Regions from separate parts of the Mus musculus genome. Here all the other regions are linked to region 2. A link is a contact called in public promoter capture Hi-C data. All regions are on one chromosome and are shown on one strand. Each heading gives the region's core, a stretch centred on a gene start, on an enhancer-like site or on the middle of the called end of the contact. The rest is flanking DNA. Distances are from core to core; before and after follow the strand shown. Region 1 holds the start of Aqp11 (aquaporin 11). Region 2 holds the start of Uvrag (UV radiation resistance associated gene). Region 3 holds the start of Relt (RELT tumor necrosis factor receptor).

Region 1 (4,218 bases), core at 849-3,348, 1.4 Mb before region 2:
GACTTCTGAAGTCTTTCATGTTGCCCCAGGAAGTCAAGCCTACACTGGAAGTCAAGGGGTTTTGTTTACTGTGCCCTGGCTTGAGCCCAGAAGGGCAGTGCTAGGCAGGGTTTCCCTTTTAATGAGTACAAGAAGTATTAAGACTGTCACTAGGTGTCCTTTATTTATATTCATGCCTCTAAAACATTCTTTATAGTTCCACTATCATCCCAGTAAAAGTATTTCATTATTTTAAATGACACACTCTTTTAAAAGGCGCATTTTATCATTAAACAATTTTTGAATTGCTACTGCAGCTAAGCTTTGTGAAAGTAAACAAGTAAATAAGACTTCTGGAGGGTTTTTTTTTCTTGTTTTTGTTTTGTTTTCCTTAGACCGGGTTTCAGTATTTAGCACTGTCTGACAACGAATTTAACATTATCCTCCTCCTCTGCTTCCTGAGTGATGGGATTACAGGCGTGTGCCACCACACCCAGCTGAGAATGATTTGTTTTTAAAGAGCATCTTTAAAAACATTTTAAACTTGAGCCGGACTGTGGTGGCAAACGCCTTTAATCCCAGCACTTGAGAGGCAGAGGCAGGTGGATTTCTGAGTTCGAGGCCAGCCTGGTCTACAAAGTGAGTTTCAGGACAGCCAGGGATACACAGAGAAACCCTGTCTCGTAAAAACAAAACAAGAACAGTTTAAACTTGAAACACACCTTTCATGGGAGTCTACTTAAAAGTCCACGTGCAACTCCACATAAGGAATATGACAAGTAATTTGTAGGAAAAAAGTAGGACGTGAATGCAGCTACAGAACTGCTTCTCCTCGCGGTCAACTACTGACCTATCGTGCACTTTAAGCTCGAAGGAACTTTTTGACCGGATCGTTTCTCAGTAAGAGTGTCAGAAGCAATCTATACCACCTTGGCATGAGAGCCGTAACTGATAAGCTGCCTTTCTAACATTAAAACAATCCCTTTGTGGGCTATTTAAGCCTTTGGCAGTAATCTGCCACGATCTTAGTTTCGGCACCGGAGTGTCTGCTTTCTCTGGGTGTTCAAAACAGCAATGAATGAAGATCTGTATGTTGGCTCCAACTGCTAGGCTGCAAGGTGGTTAGAATAATAAGTGGCCCAGGGTAGGGTGCAGGGGGTGCTCAAATGTATCGGTAAAGAACTTAGAACCTCTGGTCATAGAGGCTCCGGACTGCCAAGTGTTTGGTAGGAATAACAAACCTGCATAGGCCAAAAAGGTGATGAGTGCAGCCAGCAGGTGGATGCGAAGCTTGGTTCGGACCTCCTGGAAGTGCAGTAGAGCGCTGTGGAAAATAAAGGAGCAGATGGCCTCTATGATGATCGCTTTGGACATGTCGGTGTGGATGGGATTCCTGCAAGCTAAGATCCTTTCGTCGTAATGGTACTTGGTCAGACTCAGGCTCCACAGGGCGCTTATGCAGTACCTGCTGCACAGGGCGCTAACCAGCTGAGCCAACAACCTCACGGCACCCATTTCGGGGGACATACCCCCCAGAATCATCTGCATCATCACGCCGCACGGGTTGCTAGCTGTGCCCACCAGGGTCAGGCCATGCACCAAGGAAAAGAAGTAGATCAGTGTCAGAGTCCAGGTGGGGTGCGCAGAGTCCTGCTCGCTCAGCACTTGGAGCTCGTGGGTGCAGCAGCAGAGCTGGAAGGTAGCTAGAAACTCCAGGACGAAGGCGTGGACCACGGGCCTGTGTAGCTGTTGCCGGGCGATCACGCGGGCCAGCCCCACGAACAGCACGAACAGCAGCATTAGCCCCAGCGAGATGCAGGTGTCCTGCACCTCGGGCCGGAGCCCCAGTAGCGCGGACATGGCTCCCTCACCGCTGGGGATGGCTGAGGGCGGCAGGGACAGAGGAGCGTCGGGGGCTGGAGTCCGAAGTCCGCCGCCCCGCCCTCCCACGCCCCTCAGGGGCGGGCCGAGTGGAGAGCCCGGGTTCCGCGCTGGAGGGCTCCTCCCCTCCCCGGCTGCGCTGTGCAGATGTGACCTGAGCCGGGGAGGGGGGGAGGGCGGGGGAAAGGAGGCGGCGAGGGAGCTGTCCCTGGGCACTGGCGGAGGGGACAACGGTCTGTAGAGCCCCACGCGCACCCGCCTTCCGCCGCCTCCCTCAGCACAGGGCCAGGGCCCCGAGACCACTGCGCACGCGCGTGGCGCCCGAGCTCTGGGCTCTCAGCGCCGGACCCCGAGCCTAAGACCGCACCACGCTGGTGCTAGAGCATGTGGCGATCGGAGCGTGGCTTGGGAACTCTGCCTTGATCTTTGCACACTCCGGAAACTGTACTCCACGGAGCCCCAGAGGTCATCTTTGCAGCCACCCCGTTTTTACTAATGGAGAGACTGAGGTTGAGGAGCGAGGAGGTGACCCTCAGGGAAGGAGCTGTGGTCAACTGGGAGTGGGCGTGAGAACCGAGGTTTGACTGGTTTGACAAGGTGTTAGAGCTTTGGTTTTCTTCACCCACACTCGAACTTTTTTCGTAAGTGTGGGGGAAAATATATATATCCATTTATGTGTAAAATTGACGTTAATTATATTCACACTTTATCTAGCTATCGCCACTATTTCCAAACTTTGGATGTTGTGTTTTATTTTTTATCGAATGCATTTGCTTAATTATCTAATTGTCTTATTTATGTTTATATATGTGCATACACACACACACACACACATATATATATATGTATGTATATACATACATACATACATACATACATACATACATACGGGGGTCGCTGTGCCCAATCTCATGTGTTCCACAAGGTGGGTCCCAGGGATCAAACTCAAGTCCTCAATTGGGCACCTTTACCTGCTGGAAGCACCTTGCCTGCAGGTGGTGGTTTAGGCATGAAGTCCTCAAAGTTTATAATGTTTATGTTATCTTCATCATGAGATATTAAAATACTAAGAAAACATTGTTTGCTTGTTCTCATTGGCATCCAGTGTGGGAAGGAAACCCTTGGATTGGTTGGCTTCCCAGAATCCTGGGACAACCTGAGGCAGGATGGAAAGAAGGGAGTTTGAGGGGCCATGGAAAGGAAGCTAGCCTGGAGCTGAAGTCTTGCACCAGCTGAGAGTCAAGTATTCCAGCACAGTTAACATCTATTGTGAAGTTTGCCTTATAGATATCCCAAATAAGAATATTAAAATAGGTGCTGGTGAGATGGCTCAGCGGTTAAGAACACTGACTGCTTTTCCGGAGGTCGTGAGTTCAAATCCCAGCAACCACATGGTGGCTCACAACCATCCTTAATGAAAAACAAATAAAAAACCTATGGTCCAGTGCGAGCGGGGCCGGAGCAAAAGGGAAGGGGGGAAAAAGGGAATATTAAAATAGTTCTGGAAGTCACTTTCTGAGGCGACCTTCCTCCTAGATGGTCTTTGTGACTTCCAACCATGGCATACCAGGGCCAGGGCCACAGAAGGTGTGGAGGGTGATGGTGCAGTCCGCCAACCTCAAGTTCAGATACTTGCCAGGCAGATTCCGGTGTGGCTGTGTGAGCAAGTGAATATTGGGAAAGAGGGATAGATGGCTGCATTATTGGCATTGAGGAGTACTTGAACCTCGTATTAGATGATGCAGACAAGATTCACCGTAAAACAAGAAAACAGCCGGGCTGGATCATGCTGAAAGATTTCTGAGTTTGAGGCCAGCCTGGTCTACAGAGTGACCTTCAGGACAGCCAGGGCTACACCGAGAAACCCTGTCTTGGGAAAAAAAAAAAAAAAAGTCTTCTAATGGGAACACAGTCTGAAACATTTATTTATGTTGTTTCGGTAGCCCTTATGCTATTATTATATAACAATAAGTGCTGTAAGGTTGTTTTGTCTCACACACACACACACACACACACACACAGAGAGAGAGAGAGAGAGAGAGAGAGAGAGAGAGAGAGAGAGAGAGAGAGAGAATGTTAGAATAGGGATTAAGGAAACATAACCTTTCCCCCAGTTTTCTAGTTTTCTCATGAGGAGCTCCATTTAGTGAAAGATATATCTAATCTCCCTTGAATAACCTTTGTGACCCAGGATTTACCTCATCAGGTTGTAATCATATCCAAGACATCTTATGACTCACTCTATACTCATATTTACCAAAAAGGATGTGTGTGTGTGTGTGTGTGTGTGTGTGTGTGTGTGTGTGTGTGTAATAATAGGAAGGAGCCCTTAGAAAAACTTCCATCAATGGAATTCTA
Region 2 (4,061 bases), core at 221-2,720:
ACCCTCTCATCCTCTCCCACGACCTGGAAACGCAATACAAGCCTCATTCCTTTCCAACTCCTAATATTCTCCAAACTCCCTCTCCAATGGCACTACAAAACCTGGGCACATGCCTTCTGATTTGCTAAATTCTCTCCTACTACAGAGCCTTGCTTCTGCAGTTAACGTTGCTTCCCTACTCATCCGGCACCTCATCCGGCACCGGGTTGGGGGGGTGGGGTGCAACATTGCTCTTTCCTTTACATTCCGATGCACTCTATGCCTGGCCCTCTCTCCCATAGCCTCTGCGCTCCTAAGTGGCTCCTTCCTGTCTCTTGCAAGGATGGAAAGTTACAGAAAGGGTCTGAGGGAGCTCGTCCTGTGGACCGTGGTGGAGCAGCTGCTCTCAAGTCTAAAGCAAACTATTGCTGCTGAGCACAAGCTGGAGTCAGACTCTGTATTTGGAAATCCATCCCCACCAGAAACACTAACAGAGAGGCAGTGAGCAAGCTTGTTCCTAGAACTGAGAAACCGGGACAATAAAACCAGCTATCTCATGGAGTTGTGACGATTCAATGCTCACTTTGCACAGACCCAGCTCGGTAACCTCTCCATGACTGACAGTTTCTCCAGGTCCTCTTCAATGCTAAGGTTCCTGCAGAGTCTCCCCGAGGGACTGAGGGAGGCCAGTGGAAGATGTACTGATAGGCGGGTGTTGCCAAGAATTTTGTCAGATTCCCAAAGTCAGTGTTCTCTTGTCCTTATTACACACACACACACACACACACACACACACACACACACACACACACACGTGAGATACAAGCTATGAATATTTACTTCAAATCCTCCTTCCAGACACTCACCCGAGGGAGTGGAGTGTGCCATGAGGATCTGAGATTGGAAAGGAAACCCCAACGTCCCAAATACCTTCCTCAGGAGGAGCGGAAGGAAGCACCCGAAACGCTAAGAATAAGTGCAGAAAACCGACTCCTCGATCGGGGAGCGAAAGGGAAAGCGCGGCGGCGGCCAGCGGGGCAGGGCTCCCCGGCGCCTTCTTGGAGGGATGCGGGGGTCTGAGCGCGGGAACGGCCGGGGAGGGGGCTCCTCCTCCTGTCAGCCCTCCTCAGCCCTGCGAGCCCCGCCAACCTTCTCCGCCCCCCGGCTCGCGGCCGGCTCACCTGCTGAGACGGCAGCTCCACATGCAGGGCCCGCGCGGGGGCACCGGACGTCAGCGCGGCGGACGGGCCCGGGGGTGGCAGGGGCACCGGGCCCCCGAGCGAGGCGCAGGAGCTCATCTGGACCCCTGAGCCGCCGAGCGGCCAGGTGGGCAGTCCTCCCGCATCGGCCGCTGCCTCCCGAGCTGTGATTCGCAGAGCCCCTACAGCCTAGAAACCGGGCACCGAGAGCCCCAGCAGCTCTGCGCCCGCGCTGGCCACCGCCGCTGGCTAAGGAAGAGCCATATTACCGCAGTGCAACCCCTCCACCCGGCCCAGAGCTGGCGTGCTCATTGGTTCCGTTTCTGAGAGGGCGGGACCCGGTGGCGGCCAAGGGACGTGCTATTGGCCAGTGGGCCCGTCCGTCGTCGGCCGCAATGGCTAGGGGCGGAGGGACTCTAGGATGGCCTCAATTGCGTCTGTCAAACCCGGGCTAAACCTGGGGCGTAACTTCTCTTTGCCTCAGCCTAATTGGCCCTTTCCCTATTGAGGGGTGTGGTCTCCTAGGGAAGCCTCGTGGGCTATTGCTCTAGAGCGCTGTCAGTTGTCAGTGAAACAGGGACGGCTTCTTGATTAGGTAGAGCGCGCGCCTGGTATGTCGTGTCACGTGCAGAAGTCTGGAGAGTCACCTGATTAGTGAGAGTCAGTCCTCTAAGCCACTTCCGCCCTAACCTAGTTGCTATGGTAACAGAGCCTCCAGTGGAGGGCGGGGACCCGCTTGGCACCAGCTGAGTCGGGATGGATGGATGGTCTGACTTCCCGAAGTGTTCTCATCCACGTACAAAAAAAAAAAAAAAAAGCCACGCTTTATGACTGAGAGGGGGAGCCGCCACCGAGCCGCGATCACTGAGACCAAAGATCCATCGGGCAGTCCACCAGCTCTTCAGTGATCCACTCAGACCTGCAAGTCCACGCCCCTTCTAGCTTCTATAACTAGTAAGCTTAGCCACAAAGTGTGCCAGCCAGCCAAGAGACTGTCTCACCTCTGCTGGTGGGATGCTTATGCTCTGCCTAGAAAGCCTTTACTGCTTGTGACTAACGCTTGCTTAGCCATCGTATTTCAGCTGGGGCAGGAGTCCTTCCAAAAGACTTCTCTGAAACTCCGAATTAGGAAACTTGCCTTTACCACAGACCTGCTTATTCTATTGTGTTGTCTTTGTTTGTTTACTTGCTTTGCGCGGGGGCGGGGCGGGGGGAGGGGCGAGATTTGGCTGACCTGCCACTCACCATGTAGCTCAATCTACCTCAGCTCCCCAGGTGCTGGGACTACAGGAGTGTGCCACCACAGCAGCCTCCACTTTGTCTTTTAATAGTCATTTAACACACACAGCCTCCCCGAATTCAAACACTCATATGTGAATTCCTCAACCAAAAGACCTTGTCTGATTCGTCCCTGGATCCGCATTGCTTGCAGATAATAGAGAAATGAATATGAAGGTACAGCTCAAATGCCCTCCCTTCCCTGAAGACTTCTTTGACCATAATAGCAGCTACAGCCATTGCTTCTATAAGTAGCACTGAGTCATTTTGCAGAATATTGATTCCCCCGTCCCCATAGAGTGTGAATTTCTCCACCACCTGGACTGTTATAGCTGAAAGAACACAGTGTTCAGAGAGGCAGACACAACAGGAAGCAGGCAGTTTGGGATTCTGACTGCCACCTTCTAGCTTTGTCACTGAGCAGGTCAGCTCCCCACTGTCTGTCCATGCGCTGAATAGTACTGGTGTCACTGAGGGGGGTGGTAGGTGGGCCAGTATCTGTGCCCATGAAGACTCCAACATATAATAGATGGATTTAAAATCTTTTACTGAGTGGGAAGATGTATATATAGCTCAATGGTTGAGTAGATGCCGAATATTCACAAGGCCTTGGGTTCAATCCCTAGCACTATTTAAGAATTATGTGTATCTGGGCATGATGGCACATGCCTTTAATCCCAGCACTTGGAGGCAGAGGCAGGTAGATCTCTGTGTTCAACGCCAGACTGGTCTGCAGAGTGAATTCCAGGACAGCCAGGATTACAAAGAGAAACCCTGTCTCAACAAACAAACAAACAAAGTATGTGCACATGTTTGTGTGTGTGGACACATTTGTGTACACAGGTATGCATGCAGGTATGTGTGTGTGTGCAGAGATCAGAAGTCAGCCTCAAGTATCGTTCCTCAGGAACCGTCCATCTTGGGGTTTTTTTTGTTGTTGTTTTTTGTTTTGTTTTGTTTTGTTTAAAGATGGAGGTCCCTTGTTAGCCTGGAATTTACAAAGTAGAGCAGGATGGCTGGCCAGTGAGCCCTATGGATCCTCCTGCCTCTGCCTCCCTAGCTCTGGGGTTAGAGGTCTGCACTGCCATGCCCAGCTTTCTCATCAGGATACTGGGGCTGTTATTCAGATCCGGGTAGTTGGACAGAATGCACTTTACCGAGCTATACCCATAGCCCTGCCCCCATCTTAAAATAAATGGTAAGCATATTAACTTTCAGGGGAAATGAGTTGCATCTGACCTTAGGAATGAATTGCTTTGACGTCACAGTCTCTTATTTTGAAACACAGAGCAGTTCCTCATGGCTGGAGCCTCAGTGTCAGGTATCTGTTGAGAAGTGAGCAGTTGGGAAATTCCAAATCATGCCTAGTTCAAGCCATACAATGCCAAGATCCAGTGGAATTTCACAGAAAACATTTCTGTCTCTAAACTGTGCTTGTTTGCCAAGGCTGCCCTATCAAATTACCACAGACTTGGTAGCTGAAAACAGCAGAAATGTATTCTCCCACAGTTCAGGGTGTCAGCCCTCCTTGTTCTTCCAGCCTCTGGTATCTCTCAGATCCTTGGCTGCATAATTGCAGTCTTTGACTCCTCTTGACATTCTCCC
Region 3 (4,372 bases), core at 202-2,701, 1.7 Mb after region 2:
TCAGTATCTAAAGGGCCAGTGGCTTTTGAGTGGGAGCCTGACATCTTCTTGACCAACTGTGAGCAAGACTGTTTCCAACTGTTCACCAACACATGGGAACCTTGGACCACTCCATTGTGTCACAAGCAGACGCCTGCCCCCACCCCCACTGCAGTCTTTCTGTCTGGAGGGGAGAGGAGAATGGAGAAGACTGACCCAAAAACAATAGAGGATCCCAAAGTGATGATTCACAGGCTATTCACACCTCTCTGCAGACTGGGAGACTGAGGCTTAGCAGGGGTAGATCTGATCACAAAACAGAATACACAGTGCCTTGCTAGATGTTGGGGACTTCAGTGTGTGTGTGTGTGTGTGTGTGTGTGTGTGTGTGTGTGTGTGAGCGTGGAGTGGAGTGGAGACTGAGACCACCTCAGGTCTTCTCTGTGCCAGAGGGGCTAGCCCACCCAATTCTGGCTTCCTCTGCTAGGTCATGTCTGCGTGCAAACTCACTAAACTGAACTCTAAGGGTGTCTTGGAGAGAGATCTTTATTCCCTAGACTCCTGATCTTCCTTGGCCCCTCAAACACTGGAAGGTGTCAGGTTCCTCCTTGTCTTACTCTATCCTAGGCAGGCAGGCAGGCAGACAGTCTCTCTCTCTCTCTCTCTCTCTCTCTCTCTCTCTCTCTCTCTCTCTCTCTCTCCTCCCTCCCCCCCCACCCCGTCCCACATGCACCCTATGACCCCGTGATTCAGGGCTTGCTTAAGTTATTTAGGGTTCCTCTGTTCTACCTTATACTCACAACTAGCCCGGGTCACACTACAGGCCGGCCACACACAGTGACCCCAGTGACCTGGGGTCTCTCACATACACAATCACACACACTCTGCCTGCCTCACACACAGAGCCCCTCTGTGTCGCCCGCTAGGCTCGGCGTCACCGCCCAGTGTCCCAGCCACACGTTCGCCCGGGCCAGGCCGCCTCATGCGCCGTGTCACCCACAGTCACTGGCTGACACCGTTCAGAACACCCCCCCCCTTCCCGGCCGCCCCGCGCTGCAGCCGCACCGAGGCGCCGCCGTCCCGTCCCGCAGCCGGCCTTTGGTGTCAGTCCAAGTTTCCCGGGCTCCCCCGACCCCTTGCACGCCAAGTTCCGCTGCTTCCTCTCGCGCACCTTCTGACAGACTGCGCCGCGCGCGGTGCCGGGAGGACGCGCAGCCCGGGGGCTCCGGGACGCGTAGACAGCACCAGGATGGGACGGGACTGGGCAGGAGAGCGGGGCTGACGCATCCGCCGCTCAGGAGAACTTCCTCGGAGCAGCGGAGCGGGGCTGAGGGCCGTGCGCACCCTCCTTACCTGGCCCGCAGCACCAGCTTCGCTCAGCGTCCGACGCGGCGCCGGGGCCCCGCTAGGCGAGCGCTCGGGGCCGGCCGCGCAGCCTGCGCGCCTTTTGAATGAATCGCCGGCCTGGCCGGGAAGCTGCGCGGCCCCTCCCCTCGCGTCACGGCTTCTGGCCCCGCCCCCGACGTCAGAGCTCCGACTTGCGGCCCCTAACCCCGAGCCCCTCTGCGGGCCAAGGGCTCACGATTCTCCCGCCAGGCCACGCTGCTCCGCATCGCCACCTCTTGAGCCTCCTAGGAACTGCAGGGGCTACGACTAGGATGTTCTTCAGATGCATCCCTTGGGGCGCATCAGGGAGGCGCGGCCGTGTGTGTGTGTGTGTGTGTGTGTGTGTGTGTGTGTGTGTGTGTGTGTGTGTGTGTGTGTGTGTGTGTGTGTGTGTGTGTGTGTGTGTGTGTGTGTGTGTGTGTGTGTGTGTGTATGTGTGGTGTGTGTGTGTGTGTGTGTGCGCATGCATCCCTTGGGGCGCATCAGGGAGGCGCGGCCGTGTGTGTGTGTGTGTGTGTGTGTGTGTGTGTGTGTGTGTGTGTGTATGTGTGGTGTGTGTGTGTGTGTGTGTGCGCGCGCGTGCGGGCGTGTGTGTGTGTGTGTGTGTGTGTGTGGTGTGTGTGTGTGTGTGCGCGCGCGCGTGCGGGCGTGTGTGTGTGTGTGTGTGTGTGTGTGTGTGTGCTCCGAACCAAGAAATCTGGGCTTGTGTGATGCAGCGAAAAGGTGCTTGAGACATGAATGCTACTCAGATCCTGTCACCATTGCCTGTGTAACTAGGGCCACAGCTGCCACTGCCTGGGAATAGTCTTTGGAATTGGTTGTGGGTAAGAGCACCCTCAGTGTCTTGGATGAGACCCAAGCTGGTTTCTAGAATCCCCCACCTAGCTAATAAGAGAGACTATAAGGAATGCTCACCTGGTGAATTCCTTTGGAACCTGGCCTAAATACCCCTTCCTTCAGGGTAGCTGGTTCCTCCCCCAAGTAGGTATGACAATGACAATCCTCTCCCCTAACACCAGCGGTCCCACTCTTCTATCACCAATGCCAGCCATCGCAGTGTCCAGTGGAGGACAGGAGAAGTAACGGACTGGGAGGCCAGGATTTGGGAGGCAGAGGCAGGAAGCTCCTGAGTTCCAAGCCAGCCTGGGCTACATATGGAGACATTGTTTCACAAGCAAGCAAACACAAAAAGAGTGACCAACACTATGAGACATCGTTGTAGAAGCCAGGCAGTAAGTAACCATTGCACTCTTGCAATGGTTATAAACTGGGCCCGTGTGTGGTATGGTGCGGTGGTAGTAGCAGTAGTGGTGCGGTGGCACTAGCAGTAGCACATCTCAGCTCCCACAGCCTTCTCTTCCGTTACCTTCCCACTCCCCCAGCATCATTCAAAGAATCTAAGGTGGCCAGGAGAGCAGGATGAGATGAAACTCGGACAGCACAGAGGAGCCCAGTGCGGGAGACAGAGGCCTGGCTGGAATCAGGATAATCACAGCTCACGGAAGAGGTTGAGGAAGTAAATATGTCTGTTGGGAATGGGTGGGCTGGTAAACAAATTAAGTCATAGAATTTGAGCCACAGAAAGGAAAGGAAAGGAAAGGAAAGGAAAGGAAAGGAAAGGAAAGGAAAGGAAAGGAAAGGAAAGGAAAGGAAAGGTCAGGTCCCCAGAGCCTGGGAAATTCCAGGAGGAGAACTGGACACCTGAGAGACGAGAGGGAGGGGAGAGTTTCCATTAACCTGGCTGAGCCCAGGTTTTGGGGACAGGGCAGAAAAAGTTCCACGTTACTGGTGTCAAAATCATGAGCGCAGCAGGCCTAGTGACTTGTGCTTCTAACCCCAGAGCACTGGAGGCAGAGACAACCAGATCTCCCTGAGTTCTGTGCCAGCCTGGTCTACATAGTGAACTGCAAGCCAGCCAAGGATACAAAGTGACATCCTGTCCTGGAAAAACAAAAAACAAAAACAAACCAATACATTCAATGTCAACTGTGCTCCCCCAAATCTGGGGATGGGCCCAGAGCCCCACATCACAGTCCATGGTGGAAACCCACTGGGGAGCAGTGACGTGCTCAGACTTGCCTGAATGTTCTCTGCTTCCGAGTTTTTGTTTTTCTCTTTTTGAGACACAGTCCCCTTATTGAGCCATCGCCATGTATGTAGACTGAGTTGGCCTCAGACTCACAGAGACCCGCCTGCCTCTGCCTCCTGCCTGCTGTGGTGAAAGGTAAGCTTCACTGTGACCGTTTTCCTCAGTTTTATTTTGTTTTAATTTTCTATTATATTTTATGTGTATAGCATTTTGTGTGCATATATGTCTGGGCACCACTTGAAAGCCAAGTGCCCAAGGAGGCCAGAGGAGGGCGTCTGAAGTTATATACAATTGTTAACCTCCATGTCAGTGGGGGAATTGACCCAGGATCCTCTGGAAGAACAGTCACTGTTCTTAACCCCTGAGCCATCTCTCCAGCCTTTATTTTATTTTTGTTTATTTATAGACCTAGGTTTTAGGGACTGAACTCAGGTCACAAGCAGTTTACGGAGCAAGCCATCTCTCAGCCTTTTTTGAAATGTTTTATTGGTATAATACAGACCTTCTTCTTCTTCTTCTTCTTCTTCTTCTTCTTTTTTTTTTTTTTTTTTTTTTTTTTTTTGGTTTTTCGAGACAGGGTTTCTCTGTAGTCCTGGCTGTCCTGGAACTCACTTTGTAGACCAGGCTGGCCTCGAACTCAGAAATCCGCCTGCCTCTGCCTCCCAAGTGCTGGGATTAAAGGCGTGTGCCACCACTGCCCGGCAATATGTACCTTCTATATCCCGATTTTCAAATTCCAGATAATGGTATTTCCAGTACCGCTTAATAGTCCAATAGGGACGTAGGCTTTGGACTGACAACTAGTCTGACTTTCCCAAGAAGGTGCAGGCCCATCTCTACTAACAGCTCTCTGAGAAACTCTGTCAGTATCCACCTCTGAAAACTGGGGCACCCAACCCCTGAAGGTCACTCTCAATC

The links. Promoter capture Hi-C pulls out the DNA fragments that hold promoters and counts their contacts.
Region 1: a contact with region 2 is called in a promoter capture Hi-C map of liver, with 3 times the contacts expected there. The contact joins the promoter of Aqp11 here to the promoter of Uvrag in region 2. A contact is called at or near these places in 2 of 39 promoter capture datasets (liver and pre-B cells) and 1 of 484 Hi-C or Micro-C datasets (pre-B cells).
Region 3: a promoter capture Hi-C map of pre-B cells shows a contact between it and region 2, with 4 times the contacts expected there. The contact joins the promoter of Relt here to the promoter of Uvrag in region 2. A contact is called at or near these places in 2 of 39 promoter capture datasets (liver and pre-B cells) and 1 of 9 other capture datasets (liver).

What each region holds. Positions count from the first base shown.
Region 1 is chr7:97,736,149-97,740,366 of GRCm38.p6, forward strand. It overlaps Aqp11 (aquaporin 11), which reads right to left and starts at 2,099. Exons shown (of 3, transcript NM_175105.3): 1 at 1,221-2,099. The coding sequence starts at 1,839.
Region 2 is chr7:99,139,674-99,143,734 of GRCm38.p6, forward strand. It overlaps Uvrag (UV radiation resistance associated gene), which reads right to left and starts at 1,471. Exons shown (of 15, transcript NM_178635.3): 1 at 1,161-1,471. The coding sequence starts at 1,277.
Region 3 is chr7:100,861,962-100,866,333 of GRCm38.p6, forward strand. It overlaps Relt (RELT tumor necrosis factor receptor), which reads right to left and starts at 1,452. Exons shown (of 11, transcript NM_177073.6): 1 at 1,333-1,452.